2 separate regions of the Mus musculus genome follow, and region 1 is linked to region 2. A link is a contact called in public HiCAR-type data. All regions are on one chromosome and are shown on one strand. The core of a region is the stretch at or near the end of the contact, and the rest is flanking DNA. Distances in the headings are between cores, read along the strand shown. Region 1 has its middle 57 kb from the start of Gm24626. Region 2 has its middle 470 kb from the start of Gm35251.

Region 1 (2,700 bases), core at 172-2,671, 530 kb after region 2:
TGAGAGAGAGAGAGAGAGAGAGAGAGAGAGAGAGAGAGACTCTATATGTGGGTTTGAACAGTTAGTCAGCTTTAACATGGTTTTCACATTTGAGCTCTACATGGGGTGCATTAGAGTAAGAATTTAAATTTAACTTCTGTGTCCATAAAAGGATTTGATCTAACTGGACATTATTAAAATTTATCATCATCATTATTATTAATTGTTTATATTAAAGTGATTTTTATTTGCTTCCTTTGTTCTATTTGCCTTCTTATTTCAGTACTTTATGACCCAAATATTAGAAAAATGGTTTCATTCTGAGAGAATATTAAACTATAAGATTCGTATGGTATTTCCTTTAATTAAATAACTCGTTTAATGTGAGAAATAAGTAAAAACTCTATAATTTTAGAGGTAAGAAGTATTACTCATAAGAACTCTCTCTCTCTCTCTCTCTCTCTCTCTCTCTCTCTCTCTCTCTCTCTCTCTCTCTCTCCACAATGACATAAAAGTATAGAAAAATTGATGGCTTCATGGATGGCAATTTTGATGTTGCTTGGTTTGAGGTAGAAGAACTAAACATGATGGATTGGAGGGGGAAACCACAATTGTTCCTTAACTGAATGCAAGGTTCTCTGAAAAGAGGCATCCAGTGCATCTGGAAAGGGGAGTGTGCTATCTCCTCTCCCTCCTTAAACTCACACTGAAGCAGGGACTGTGATTTAAAACTCATCTATACACTTTCCTCCAAAGAAGAAATTATTAGCACTTTCAGGAGATGCAGAGCTCAGGCATCCTATCGATGTGGACATAGAGCATGAAAATGAAATGTTAAAGCAGAGATTGGGAAAAGAGCTGAAAAGTCTAAAAATAGCAAGAAAAATTATAGAGAAATTTCTTATAAACAACAAGAAGAAACAAATTCCAGGTATTAGTGGAATTTTAAATTAAAATTTTTGTTTTTGCCAAAACGGGAGCTATTGGGGGTAGAACAGATGTTTGGTCTTTGAAATGAACAGAGATTTTCTACAAGCAAGTAAGTCACCAAATACTTCTTAGTTCATAAACAATATACTCATATATTATGGGAGAGCCATTTGTAATTCTGTATTTTACACAATGAAATCATATTATTCAAAGCATTCTGAAGCAGTCAATGAAAAGTAATTGTAAATCTCTACTATTGTCAACCGTGGCACAAATCTCAGGACACATGATGGAATATAATAATAGGAACAGGAATCATTCTGGCTAACCCGTGAGAAAAGATCTATTACTTCAGCTCTAGCAGCACTGGTGGGGTTTCAAAAGATTCAGTTCGCTAATTGCAATATGCAAATTAATCAGGAAATGAATGTCTATTCTTACTTTCACTTTGACTGCCTGTTGGACTCACAGGCACCCAGTAGGAGGCTGCAGTACTCCTCCTGCCCTCACTAGTTTCCCCCATCCCAGCTGTGGTGGTTTGAATGAGAAGTGCCCTAGGCATCTGAATACTAGGCCCCACTTGGTGGTGGTGTTTTGGTAAAAATACAAGGTCTGGCCTTGGCAGACTAAGTATGTCTCTGGGAGCAGGCTTTGAGGTCTCAAAAGCCATGTGCTGGTTTTAGTCCCTGAGCCCGGGGGAGGGGGGGGAGCGGTATCTGTTGTCTACTTGTCCGTCTGTCTATGTCCTTCTCCCTCTCCCCTTCCTCTCTCTCTCTCTCTCTCTCTCTCTCTCTCTCTCTCTCTCTCTCTCTCTCTCTCTCTCCATAAACCCCAAATAAACTCCTTATTTGTCACCACTCTGGTCAGATCAGTGTTCTACTCCACTCCTTTAATAAATTATTATCTTATCTACTCATTGGCAAGTCTGGATGCCTAAATTACCAGTTCATATCCTATGACCATTTAATATTCTGTCTCGTCGTCTCCATTTCTTCTAAAGAATTTGCTTTGCATTCTAAAAATTAATCTTTTCTTGTCTTTGCTTGTAAATATTCTCTCCAAAGCACTCAGCTAGCTCCTCTGCATCCTCTAGTGGCAAAAATCTTTCAGCATAACCAAGCATAGATATCAGTCTCCTTGGAATTTAGACTTTGGGGATTTCATCTAACAGTGCGACCCCTCTGTTATACTACAGCATATCCACTCTGTTTCCTTGTAGTGGTGGATATAACATTTGAAAGAGAGGAAGTGGAGTCTGTGGTTGGAAGAACGGAACATGCATGAGATTTGCTTTTCTCCATATTTAAAGGCAGACTTTCCAGGGTCGTACGTTAACATGACCCTTCCTCTCACTTTCCAGTCAACATTCATCATGGACTCTACCCTGCAAAAGCCAAAATAGAGACTTTCAATGACATTGAAAAACCTGTGTAAAGGTAATGAATAACGTGTATCTCCTGTTCTCATGCACAAACTCACTATGACTTAAATTTTAAGAAAGAGTTCTTATAATATTTGTATTTATTCTTTGGACTTTTCCTATGTGGGTACAATGTGTCTTGATCACATTTAGTCACTGCTGGCTGCTTCAAACTTCTTTCAAGGCACCCTCAACACATCTTGATCTCACCTTCATGTCCTATGCCCGTGGTATAGTCATGGCAAAAATATGAATAGGGATAACTAAGAACTATATTTTATGGGGTATTGGTTAGCACCTTTTATTCTTCAAATTCCTTTGCCTTTTAAAACTTCTGTCCTCATTTAAGGGTTTCACCTTATGAAATGGCC
Region 2 (2,700 bases), core at 2-2,501:
ACTTAGGAAACAACAATGTAGAACTGTGAAGATATCATGTGCCTAAAATTCCTTAACTGCTCAGCCCATTCCAACACTCTCAGATGCCTTCTTCACACAGCCCTGTCTCATATTTCATTGCCATGCTTGCCAATCAGTTACAGTCTTTGGCCCCATGTCACTTTCATCCTATTGGATGACTGTCATGGGAGCTGCCCAATGGTGCGCTGCTAATGAGGCAGCTTAAAGAGCAGCTGGGGATGTGCAATTGCTGGATTAGGGTCAAGGCCAAGAGAGAAAATAGATGGGAGAGATACAGCCTGAATGACTGCCAATAAACAGGAGTTCTATTATCCTGCTAAAGCAGGACATTCATTACCATCTATTGCAACATAATTTGGGTTCAGTCAAGCTGTCTCCCTCTCCCTTTGGATTTACAATTCATAAACCACAAAGGGTCCAAAGGGTGCATTGTCCCTTGTAGCTATGTAACCCAGGGTGAGCGAGAAGCACGGCAGAAATGAATGAGCTATGCAGTCCCTAATGTGAGCACCATCAGGACTGACACCTTGGAACTGTGACATAAGGTGCAGGCATCATGCCAAAATTGTTTTACATCTCTCTGGTGCCAGTGTGCTCATTAAGCAAAAACAAAGTAAAAATACCTTGTTTGTTCTTTCGAAAATTAGAGTGTGGTCCTTATAGCCAGTATCTTCATGATAGTTTCCTCTTGTCACTGGTGAGGTGGCTGCATGAAAACAAGAATGGTTTGTTGATGCTTCATCATGCAAACTTATATGTGTATATGTGAATGTATGTATGTATGGCTGGGTGGATTATATAATATATAAATGTATATGCATTTCACGATTTTCTCAGTCTCAGAGAATAATCTCTATATTTTTAGTAGTTTTATATTGTTCTATGTATAAATACTATTATGAAGAAAATGTTCTCATGTCTTTTTTTTTCTTATATAAGAGTGGATTCCTCTAAATAGTGTAAATGTGTCTCTTCATTTTTCTTTGTGCCTCTACTGATCTTTTTCAATTACATCCCCTATTATCATTTGGATTCAGTGCTAAAGTCCACCTGCCACATGAACTAATGGGACTATAGTGGTATTGTCTATGTTCTGTAATTAGTTTAAAAGGCAAATGAGCTTGGTGAAAGAAGCAAGTTCTGTAATTCAGAGCAAATTAACCAATGCACAGTGAAGACAATAAATCACTGTAGTAAAGTGAAAGGAAGGAAATGTAAAACTCTCCTGTTTCAATTGGATTGGGAATGGAAAATCCTAGAGGACATCCTCACACTCTCACTACTGGGTCAGATCTACAAGTCCAGGGGAGAGGACTTGAAAGCCACAGTAGACATGTTCTTTTTACTCTTATGACTTGAACATATAAGGCACACATAATTTGCAGATTTGGACTTGCGTCATTCATCCACACAGGTTTATTTGCTTATTGAGATTTTATTCTTAAGTCGGTGTAAGTGTCAAATTTACTACAAATCATATCTTAATCTCCACATATGCTTTATGGAAAATTTATCTTATTGTTCCCAAGTTATAAAGTTTTGAATTGAAATTTTCACAAGTGTAGGTATTTCAAATGGTCCCTCCAAACAACACTTAGTAATAGTTGAAAACATCTGCATCTGATTCTTCCTATCACTTTATAAATATGTTATAAATATTAAAAACACACATCATTCTGTTTAACCAATAAAGACAGTTTCTTCTTGGTGAAGTCAGGACATTTATTTTTATTATGGCTTTCAACTTTGTAATAGTGTAATTTTTACTGGAATTTTGAAGTCCAATAACTGAAATTATGTTTAAATATATGAATATTATTTATAGTTTGTAGATATAGTTTGTAGGTAGAAAGTGTAGATTTTTTTCCATTTAAGATAATGTGAATCATGTCATCAATAAAATGTCTATGTCCCACACTAAAATATGTTGCATTGTATTTTCATTTTATAGCCTTCCTTAATTAATGTATTATCTAGGGGATATATATGCCAGCTATTTTATTCAAACCTGCAGTGTTTTATTTTAATAAAACATTAATGAAATACATGATTGGGAGTAACAACTTAGTCATAACATATTAGAACTACTGAGGTTTTGTTTTTCAGATTTTTAATGACTCCTTTTCTGAGGTTAATTTTTTTTATCCCCATTTTTTTCCAAAATAAATTCTTACATTAGATTATGGTTAATTTTTACTTTAAGAAACATAAAATCTAAGAAATAACATTGGAGGTATATCCTTACAAAATTTTTGTCTAGGATATTGAATAGAAATAGAAAAGCAGAGAAATAGGAGAGAGAAAGAACAGAGAGAGGGAAGAGAGGAAGAGTTTAGAAAGTTCATTCTTCGATTCTGTCAAGAGGATATTACCTTGTTGGGATGAAAGAAGTGATTGATACAGAGCAAAGGAAGTTGAAGGTAGAAGCTGGGTCTTTTTGTGACTGTCCATCTAGACAAGAACAAGGAGAAGGCTCAGGTACTCTGAGTAATTTCAACACAAAAACCACATTTGCTTGTGATGCTGGATCTTTCCTGGAACAAAACATTTTATTGACTACCTCCCACAGGTTGCAAGAAACTAGAGATGATTATAATTTGGTGATGATAATGTAATGATATTGGAGAATATATACATATATTTTTTATTGTATGTTATTTTATGTTAAAAGTAGCCTCC

What was found. HiCAR-type assays count read pairs that join an accessible place to other places.
Region 1: a contact with region 2 is called in a HiCAR-type map of astrocytes, with 4 times the contacts expected there. The contact joins two enhancer-like sites.

What each region holds. Positions count from the first base shown.
Region 1 is chr5:85,770,855-85,773,554 of GRCm38.p6, forward strand. No RefSeq gene overlaps it. Among named protein-coding and RNA genes, the nearest start is that of Gm24626, 57 kb to the right of the region's middle. Within about 2 kb of position 1,422, at least 29 of the 459 cell types and tissues checked have an H3K27ac peak or open chromatin away from gene starts, as enhancers often do. A contact at or near this core is called in astrocytes, where this site is marked.
Region 2 is chr5:85,239,415-85,242,114 of GRCm38.p6, forward strand. No RefSeq gene overlaps it. Among named protein-coding and RNA genes, the nearest start is that of Gm35251, 470 kb to the right of the region's middle. Within about 2 kb of position 1,252, at least 31 of the 459 cell types and tissues checked have an H3K27ac peak or open chromatin away from gene starts, as enhancers often do. A contact at or near this core is called in astrocytes, where this site is marked.